2 separate regions of the Mus musculus genome follow, and region 1 is linked to region 2. The links are chromatin contacts, called in public HiChIP or PLAC-seq maps. All regions are on one chromosome and are shown on one strand. Each heading gives the region's core, a stretch centred on a gene start, on an enhancer-like site or on the middle of the called end of the contact. The rest is flanking DNA. Distances are from core to core; before and after follow the strand shown.

Region 1 (4,871 bases), core at 54-2,553, 130 kb after region 2:
AAGATGCTCAGAGAAGGCCCAACACAACAACTGCAACATAGTAACTGTTACACTACATCAGTACACTAATTACTTGACATATATTAACTGATAGCCAAAAGTCATTAGTGTCCTATCTGTATCCTCAATAGGAAAGGACATAATGAAGAAGCAACTTTTAAAGTCATGCAACTAGTAAGGGAGAGAAACCACGGTGAGCATCCAGGGCGGTCTCAACTGCCATGTAAAACCACACTTCAGTTAATGCCTTAGCTGCATAAAGTGAAAAAAATCAAACTGTTCAAGACAATATAGGCTAATGACATGAATAGGAATGACACTGTGATACACCAAGAAAGAAAGAAATATGTGATCTCTGTTCTTTGTTCCTTGCTCTCAGCCTAAAGTTTCACATCTTGAGGAATCTCTAGAGTGGTAATGATATCTTTTTAAAATGAGATGACTGGTGACTTGAGGATCCTTAATAGGACCAAATCATGGTTAAAATTATCATAAAATATACTCCAACTTGATTTTTCAACCCATCTTACCAATATCTAAGTAGAAAAAGGCTAATGGATGAGTTGGTCACCAACAGCTAAGATGTAATAAATCATACCTAAGTAATGAAATCTTCTAAAAACTCAAAGGACAAACTACTAGATGTTTGGAGGATAGCATATGCAGAGAGCTTCCTATGCCTATCTATATACCTTGGTCTCTGCATCTCCTCTCTCTAGCAGTTCATTGTATTCTCTGCATTATTCTTTAGTATACCCTTCACAGATTAGCATCCAATTCAAATATTCAAAATCAGAGTACTGGCCTGACTCCATATGAAGAAAATTCCATACCTAGTCTTCTTATTAGTTGAATTAATACCTAGTCTTCCTACTAGTTGAATTAATAGCATAGGTATACACAAAATATTATATAAAATTGTATATAAGGTATGTATCAAACAGAACTAACTTCCATGTTCAGAATGGTATCTTATTTCCTTATATTCATGAAAGTATCATGAAATCTTTAAAAATCTAAAATCTGAAATGCTTGATATAAAATATTCAACATACAACAGGTAAACAAAGAGAAAGTATCCCCAATTCTATGAGCTACTCTAGCAAATCAATCAAACCTGTGATGAGGCTTTGGCAGTCCGTGCTTTATAGCCAGTTATTCAGAAATAAAGACCACAGCTGGGCATGGTGATGCATGCCCTTAATCTCAGCACCGGGTAGGCAGAGGCAGGCAGGCAGCCTGGTCTACAAAGTTCAAAGGACACCTGGGCTCTGTCATGGAAAAACCCTTTCACAAAGGGGGGAGGGGGGGAGGAGGGAAAAAAAGAGGCAGTGAGCCGAGAGACAGAGAGAATGCACAAGAAAGCACAGAACCTAGAACTTGCAGCAAGCATCTAAATAGGGCTTAAATAGGACTGAGTCTGCACCGGGTAGAATAGAGCATCAGAAATAATTTTAATTAGGTCATCTACCTGGTTTCCACTGGAGAAAGAGATTTCAGGAGATGGACTATTATGAGGAATAAAAGGACAATTCATAATACTTAATGTTGGCTTCTCAAAGATGCAAAATAATTATGTTTATGTAGCAAGTTACAACATGCATGAAACAAGCACTACAAAACCAAACAGAAAGTAAACAAATCACAATTATACTCCAAGATTCAAAATCCCTTTACAACAGAAAATTAATAGACAGAAAGATATCTAACCCATGACTAGTCCTATAATCCAACTTGGATTAACTGTGCTCTACATCCAACTACATAAAAAATATATTCAAGTGCATATGTCTCCTGGCACATTAAACACAAACATATACAGGACTATAAATGTATAAGGAGCTGCTGAGTCATATTTGATGTTTGCTATGGGACTGAACTTCTAAGAAAGAAGATCAAACTTGCCGCAAAGAACTATTTTTGAGCAGGTCCGCTTCCCCCACGTCCTGTAACTCTTCTCTCCCACTCCCCCTGCTGGTGGTGGGCTAGAGGAGAGGTTGGATCCTTATTAAAAGTAGGTTGTAAGAAATGTATGGCTACAGGTTTCACGTCAGTATTATACAATCTCTTTTAGGAAAAAGAAATAATTAGAAATGGCTCTGTAATCTATTGAAGACCAACCTAAATAACCCTCATATAAAAATGAAGCAAAGGGCCGGGCGTGGTGGCACACACCTTTAATCCCAGCACTCGGGAGGCAGAGGCAGGCGGATCTCTGAGTTTGAGGCCAGCCTGGTCTACAGAGTGAGTTCCAGGACAGCCAGGGCTACACAGAGAAACCCTGTCTCAAAAAAAAAAAAAAAAAAAAAAAAAGAAGCAAAGGGGCACAAGAAAAAAGAAACTATACACTAATATTACTAGTGTGTTATCAATATATGAAAAGGGGACATACTACAACTGAGGTTCGTCTCAAGAAAACAAGATTGGTTCAATAGTCAAAAAAAATGTAATTCACTATATTAGTATTCTAGTAAAACTATCCATTCACTTAATTTTAATGAATGCATTGAAAGCTAACAAAACACCCACTCTTAAAGGGAGAAGTGGAAATCTCAGCACCTACAGAAAACATACAACTTGCCATCCTCGATGGTACAGATGGACCTCCCTCTCTAAGATTAGCCAAAAAGCAGTGATGTGTCTTTCTAGTCAGCATTTTGTGGGTGTTCTAACCATTGCAATTAGTGCAAGGAAAACAACACCCAGTCTGTAAAATATCCTCTCTACACACCAACCATGACAACATATACAGAAAATGCTCAAAGAATATAATAAAGTGATTAAAGCTAAAAGGTGAGTCTTGCAAGAGTAAGACAGAAGCCCTAAACTAATTGCATCTTTATATATTAATAATGGCAAATACAAATTTAAATTTTTAAAATTTTGTATAATTTACATTTGTTATTTATGTACATATAAAACTGTTTAAGATTTCATTATTTTTAATGTTATGTATGTATCTGCCTGTAGGCTTGTGCAGGAAAGCAAAGGCGCCAGTGAAGGCCAGAGGCCACCAGAGCTGGAGTTACCAGTGGCTATAGCCACCCAGTATGGATGCTGGGAACCCAAACTTGGACTGTCTACAAAACCAATGTATGCTCTTAACCCTCTCAGCCATCTTTGCAGGCCCAAATTTAGAAAAATTTTAAACATCATTATTTGAGCTCAAAACCATATTTAGAGATAATTTTTTGTTTGTTCGTTTTTTGAGACAGGGTTTCTCTGTATAACCCAGGCTGTCCTGGAACTCACTTTGTAGACCAGGCTGGCCTCGAACTCTGAAATCTGCCTGCCTCTGCCTCCTGAGTGTTGGGATTAAAGACGTGCGCCACCACACCTGGCTTTTTTTTTTTAAAGTCTACTTTTTTTTTTTTAAGATTTATTTATTTTTATTATATGTAAGTACACTGTAGCTGTCTTCCGACACTCCAGAAAAGGGAATCAGATCTCATTATGGATGGTTGTGAGCCACCATGTGGTTGCTGGGATTTGAACCTCGGACCTTCGGAAGAGGTGTCGGGTGCCCTTACTCATTGAGCCATCTCACCAGCCCTAGAGATAAATTTAACAACACATGTGTAAGACTAACAATGGTAAATACTAAGAAACAGTAAAAGTAATTAAACTAGTTCTAAAATAATGGAGATGCCACACTCATTCATCTGATTTCTCAAAACTGTTACGATACTAATTCTCCCCAAATTACCAAAGGTTCAACACAGTTACAATCAAAATCCCAACAAACGAACGTTCTTATAAAAATTGACATGGGTGGGGCTGGGGTAATGCATGCCTCTATAATCCCAGCACTCAGGAGGCAGAGACAGGAGAATCTCTGTGAGTTCAAGACCAGCATGATCTACAGAGTGAGTTCCAGGAAAGCCAGGGCTACACCCAGAAACCCTGTCTCTGGGGGGGAAAAACAAAACAAAGCAAAACAAAACCAAAACTGACATGGTGCGAACATGGTAGTCCACACCTTTAATCACAGCATTTGGGAGGCAACAAGAGAATTTCCGTGAGCTTAGGGCATTAAAGGTGACTAAAAGAGCCTTGTCTCAACAACCGGCATGGCAGTTTAAAACTGGTAACACAGATGCTGTGGTATGGATGCAGTACTCCTCCTCCCCGGGCTCATGTGTTCTGACACTTAGCTCCCAGCTGGTGGCGCTGTTTCAGGAGGTTGTGGAACATCCGAAAAGTAAGGCTTAATGAGGGGTTGGGCTTTGAGGTTTATAGCCACATTTCTTGCCCCATCTCTCTCCTGATTTCCCCAGAAGTAGGCAAGCAGTCTCATATTCTTAACACCACAGCTAAGAGTCACTCTGGCTGCCACACTTTCCACACCACTGGAACAAAAAAACAAAACAAAACAAAAAAACCCTAACTCAAAACAAACCCTTCCTCTCCTGTGCTTTTGCCATTTCCTGGGTCCGAGTTAAAAACAACACAACCACTAAAACAATTTTATGAATAAACAAAGATAGGTGAACCCACTCTACCTGACTTTAAGACAATGTAATACAGTATGCTTTTGTAATTAAGCACACACACACAATTCAGTGTAAAATAGTAAATGTAGAATCACACACAAGACACACACACACACACACACACACACGTACATGATATTCAACAAAGGTACTAGGAAAGTCAAAGTCTCAGTAACAAATGATCCTTGGACAAACAATATTGTTATTTACAATGACTCAAAATGAATCATAGGCTTATACATAAAAGGTAGACAATGATACTTCCAAATAAACACAGACAAAAATTCTACTAACTACAGGACAGGTGATGGCTCATCAGGTAAAGGCTCTTTGCTGCCACGCCTGTCAACAAGAGTTCAATAAGGTAGAAAGAGAGAA
Region 2 (5,290 bases), core at 911-3,410:
GACTGGAAAAATGGGGTGAGGGGAGACCCTGGCAATGAGGTCAACAAAGTGGGGGTGTCAAACCCCACCTTAAGAACCTTTAAATGACCACCCACAGCATACAGACAAGAATGTGGGTATGGCTCTGGGAAAACCCAGCTATTCTAAAGTAAGGACCTTCAGTCAGCCCTGACTTGCAGCAGGCAGAGAGTGAGTGGCCAAAAGAAACCTTTTGATGGCCCGTGGGAAACCTCTAAAACAGTCCAACCCAGAAGGCACCGCACTCCCCAAGGATGTCTGAAGGGATGTGACTCCAGTTGACATCCACTTAACACAGCTCACCCTGTCCAACAGGTTCCTGTCTCCAGGAACTTCCCCATCCTCAGCCCTGAGGATGACTGTGATATAAATGAATTCAAGGAGGATTAAAGGTCACCTGACAAACTTGTCGCTGTGTAGAATAAGGCTGGGCACTCTAGACGTTCCTGTTAGGGCCCAGGCTCCATCAGTTTCAGCTGCTTTGACAAAGTGCCTCAGACTCATTCCCACAGTTCCATAAAAGGAAAACCAAGTCAAGGTGGAGGCGTGGTGTAGGTCTGGGGGGGCTGGGGCTGCCATCTAGGCACACACCTCACACTGCTGTCTTCACACTTGAGTATTCTCCTCTATAGACTGGGATCTGATATAATCCCTGCTAGTCTGAAGACCAAATGTTGCTGGGATGATCCCTGGTGAGTGTTCAGCACACACAGCTCATGAGGTAAGAGGGGAAAGCTGGCTACAATGAGAAGCATAAACATTCATTTTCCACGAAAGGAATTCATATTCAGGCTTGCCATAGACTGACTTGTGTCCCCTTTCCTTCCTGTTGAAACCCTACCCTCTGAAGTGAGCTTTTAAGGTGGAGCCTTAAAGAGGGGACTGGGTCAGTGCCCTTGTGAAGGGCTTGGCTTAGACTCTTTAAAAGAAATAAAAAATTAAAAGACAAAACTTTCGACATTCCATGGCAGTTCTGCTTAGCCCTGGAGTTCAGAGCCATATTCAGAAAGCTAAATAGTTGGCCCCTGCTACCTTGCATCCTCTATCCCAGGAGAAGGCTGGACTTGGGAGGGGACAACATGTTTGACAAGGGTTGAAGGATATCCGAGTGGATACCTCTGGTGATGGGGTGGGTCTCCACTAACTTGGGATCAGATCAGTGGACCTGTTCATGTGGCTGGGCACCTGGCCCACTCTGATAGGTGGGACATAGCGTTCATACTTCTCAGGCAGCCTCATCCAAGCCTGTAAACTGTCACAAACCACAAATACCTCAGTGGGAAACACATGTGCTGGGTATATTAGCGAGGCTCACCTCCTGGGTTGGGGGGCAAAGTAAACAAATGTTTAAACAGATGTTTAAAGCCAGAAAGAAGAGTCCTGTGGCTAGCAGAGAGGGCCATGACCTGGTGCTTTCCTGGCCTTAGACATTTAGAGTAAGACTTTTAGTTTTATTCTAAATCATAGGAAGAATTTCTGGGCTCTTGTTTCAATGTTGATTCCCAGACAGGCTTAGCACCTTGGTTCAGCGGCCAGCCATCTGCATTCTTTGGTGTAATGCCTGCCCACGACACTTAGTTTCTTCCTTATTCATTGGATGAGTCTTACTCCATTAAGGATTTTAATCTTGGTTACAAAACAATGCCACAGGTTCTCCGCCCTTTTCCAAATAGCAGGGACGCTCTGGCTGGCCAGATGATACATATTCTCCTTTATCCAATTCTGGTCTGTGTTGTCAGGGCAACATTTCACATCCCTGGACTTCTGTTTATCTCTGGGCAGGGGCTGGCAACCATTCGGCCCCTCAAAGGATACTGGGTCGAAGATTCAGGTTGAGGCTACCTGGGTCAGGCCTCTCGAGTGGCGCACCGCCGTACTGGGTACGCTCCTGGCCACGGATCAGGACGCACATGGGTCAAAGGTCTCTCCTGCCGGGAAGAAGACCGAGGCTTAGCAGAAAGCTGTGGCCACCGAGGAGGCCAAGATACCTGGCTCAGAAGGGGAAACCGGGAACAGCTGGGATAAATGACATAGGAGCACAAGTCCAGGGTCCACGCTGGAGCCCCGCCCATCAGGGCCCGCCCTCATTCTGACCTCTCAGCACCTCCCGGCTCTGCCAGGGCCCGCCCTCCTCTGAAGTCATTGGTTGGCTCTTAGTCCCCGCCCCCGGAAGACCTGCTTTTTGCAGCCAATCGGCGGGCGCGGTGGCGGTGAAGCCTGGGAGCGAGGTACCCGAACCTGGAGCAGGGTCTGCTGGGTTGACTTGGGGGGCCAGGGCTTCTGGCCCTGTCACTGTGGGCTCAGTGGAGGGCTGCCAATCCAGGGCCAGTGCCTGTGTCCACAGAGGGCTGGTGCCGGCTTGCGGGAGTGGCAGGATGTGTATTCTTTGGAAAGTTGGGGCCGGGCCTGTTTAGGCCCAGGGGCGGGGACGTCTGAAATTTGTTTTGTCTCCTGCTTAATGACAGCCCACCTGTCATTGGAGGGAAACTGAGGCCTCTTTTGGCCGCCCCGGGTGCCAGGGGCTCAGAATTTGAGACCAGAGGGAGATACCTGAGGTTGGCTGTTCCCTTAAAGGGCCATGCAGAAGGGACCGCCAGGAATGCCTGGAGTCTCATTCCAGCCATTTGGAAGGGAAAGGTTGGTTGTGGCTCTGGCGTTTGACTCCAGGTGGCAATAAGGGGACCGTGGGGGTGAAATGAGTCCAGAATGACTGTGAGAAACGGACAAATTGAAATTTGATAGGTTTTTCCATTGCTCATCAATTAGGTCACGTCAGCCAGGGTCAAAATAAGAGAACTATGGTTGTTCCCAGCTTCTGTCCTTTCCCCTGAAGACACCTTGGGATGCCTAATGAGGTTTTTGTCCAAAGATTCTAAGTGTAAGATTCTCAGTGTCAGAGAGCTGAGAACAGTTGTCACCTCACACAGTGCTGAGACACAGTGGTTTCTTCTGTGGGCTAGGGGAAGCACAGCTGGGGGTGGGGAAGAAGGGTGGGGAATCTTTTTTGCACACAGTAAGCACTTAGGGAAAGTATGATCTTATTCTGTGTCAGTATCAGGTGGACAGGTGTGAGGATGTCCTTCTGTCCTGATGCTGTTTGTTTGATATTGGCAATATTAGGAAGTTACTAACGAGACAGTCCTCTTTAGGAAGCCAGAGGAAAATGAATAGCATTTGTGTGGAATTAACTCCAGGTCTGATTTTCAGTTAAGAGAAAATGAGGCAGAAGGAAGTGTTAGCCAAGAGCTTCCAAGGTCCAGCTGCTGTCTGCAGGACTCCAAACAGCCACGTTTACATGTTCAACAATGGCAGCGGGGACTCTGGGGACTCCTCTGAGGAAGAGTCACATCAGGTGGTGTTACGACCCCGGGGCAAGGAGCACCAGAAGAACAGCAGCCAACGGCCAGGAGCAGGCACCATGGTTCTGCTGCAGCGGGAGCTGGCTCAGGAAGACAGCCTCAACAAGCTGGCTCTCCAGTATGGCTGCAAAGTAAGCTGACCTCAGTCCCTCTGCCCTCCAGGGTTGAGAGAGGCACGGGGGGGGGGGAGGGGGTCCACTATAGGCGGGGGTCACTATAGGACCTTCCTGACCCCCATAGGCGACTAGAGTCCTCCCTAGCCAGGGCTGGAAGCTGGTGGAGGTACCCTTCATTCAGAACTCTGGGCTCAGGAAGGGTCAGTTAGTTGGGCACCTCAGTTCAGGGTGTGCTTGTCCTGTGTCCTCCACAGGGACACTATGAAACAGTGTGGCCTCTGAGCACACTGGATTTAAGGTCTTAGGGCTGGAGATGGTAGGCGGAGTCCACACGTTTCTGTGGCATGCTTCTCTCACTACTTGTATTTTCTGACCTTTGCTTGCCAGTAGCTAATCTGACTAGTAGAGTTTTCTCTCTTCTCCCTAGTAGAACTGCATGGTCTGGCCCCTGTGCTGTGCGTTTGTATAACCTTATCTTTCTCTTTAATTATGTTTTTAGCACTCAGAGTGATTAACAGTGGCAAAGTAAGTTGGAAAGCGTTTCTGGAATCGCTCTTTTCTCCCGCATTGAAACAGTCTGTTTCCCGCTGTTGACTCCATGCTATATACATGCTATATACATGCTGTATACATGCTATATACATGCTATATAGTACATGCTATAATCATGCTATATACTGGCAGAAGCTTTCACCAAGCTTGCATCAGCTACACAATTAAAAAACAAACAAACAACTTTACCTCCTAAAAATTGTCTGTGGTTTATCTAAAAAGATCCAAATGAGCAAAAAGACTGTGTGGGTGTGGGAGTCTTTCCCAAATAGAGGCTCGTCTCCAGGGACACATAGCATCTTAACATTGCACTGGCCTTTGCATTTGGGTGTTATAATCTGCTTCTCTAGGCATAACATATGCTTTATAGACCATGGACAAAAAACAAACAAACAAACAAAAAACCTTCCCAACAAAGTCTTGAAAGATAGACTTACTGTTCATGTCATGTCAGAATGACAGTCCCTAAGAAACCCAGAGTGGGTATTTAGTGTCTCCAGTAAGTAGTCCAGTTCCTATGGGAGGAGAATACATGTGCTGTTCATGTAGTACACAAAGAATGGAAGCTGTCAAGCTCCTCCTGTTTGTTGGTTTCAGAGCAAGAGAGAAGCGTCCTATAAGCCGGTTGAGTAAGACTCTAAAGTGGCTGCTGAGTAAAGCGATCGCACACACGATGGACTTGCACCGTCAGCTCCGTGGGCCGTACTTACACTTAGAGAAGTTTTTCCCAAGTAGCGTGAGGGGAATTTAAAATTTGGCTTCCCATTCCTCCTTTTCTGTTAGAAGTTTTGTGTTACTTGATAAAAATCCACAGTCACAGTCCCACAACCTTAGTCTGGAGAAAACAAACAAAAAAACAAAACAAAAAAACCAACTCAACCCGAAACTCCTGGCTGGTGGCTGATTGCCTAGCTCACTTCTCATGAGAGGTTTCATCTCCCCAAACTGAATTAACTTCTAACCGGGGAATAAGTTCCTGTGCCTGCCCTGCTTCTGGGAAAGTGTGAGGGAGCATTGTGAGGAAGCTCTCAGGTGGCAGAGACCCCACGTGTGCCCAGAGCCAGCTTGGGCTTTGGTGAGCTTGTCTGGTCACTTGCTCAGCTGGGTCTGGTGTGAGATGGGGACACTGAGTTAGACAGGAAGGGTGACAGTGTTGGTTCTGTTTCACCTGAAGCTTTGGCTGTAGTCACAACACCCTCCAAAGGTGATCAGAAATTGTTTAAAGTAGAGCAGTTGGTTTCTAAA

Evidence for each region. HiChIP or PLAC-seq counts read pairs in DNA pulled down with a chosen protein or histone mark.
Region 1: a BATF HiChIP or PLAC-seq map of CD8 T cells shows a contact between it and region 2, with 5 read pairs. The contact joins the enhancer-like site here to the promoter of Lysmd4 in region 2. A contact is called at or near these places in 7 of 39 promoter capture datasets (the C10 cell line, hematopoietic stem and progenitor cells, hippocampal neurons and 4 more), 2 of 15 datasets of contacts at CTCF or cohesin (the G1E-ER4 cell line and the NIH/3T3 cell line), 28 of 484 Hi-C or Micro-C datasets (B cells, CD4 T cells, CD8 T cells and 21 more), 4 of 115 datasets of contacts at active chromatin or transcription factors (CD8 T cells, bone marrow-derived dendritic cells, effector CD8 T cells and 1 more) and 3 of 9 other capture datasets (adipose tissue, liver and pancreatic islet).

Annotation. Positions count from the first base shown.
Region 1 is chr7:67,351,903-67,356,773 of GRCm38.p6, forward strand. All of the region lies in intron 1 of Mef2a (myocyte enhancer factor 2A), which reads right to left. Among named protein-coding and RNA genes, the nearest start is that of Mef2a, 19 kb to the right of the region's middle. Within about 2 kb of position 1,304, at least 15 of the 459 cell types and tissues checked have an H3K27ac peak or open chromatin away from gene starts, as enhancers often do. A contact at or near this core is called in CD8 T cells and liver, where this site is marked.
Region 2 is chr7:67,220,384-67,225,673 of GRCm38.p6, forward strand. It overlaps Lysmd4 (LysM, putative peptidoglycan-binding, domain containing 4), which reads left to right and starts at 2,161. Exons shown (of 3, transcript NM_175215.4): 1 at 2,161-2,246; 2 at 3,226-3,508. The coding sequence starts at 3,236. 1700112J16Rik (RIKEN cDNA 1700112J16 gene) reads right to left here and starts at 2,075. Exons shown (of 3, transcript NR_131044.1): 1 at 1,861-2,075.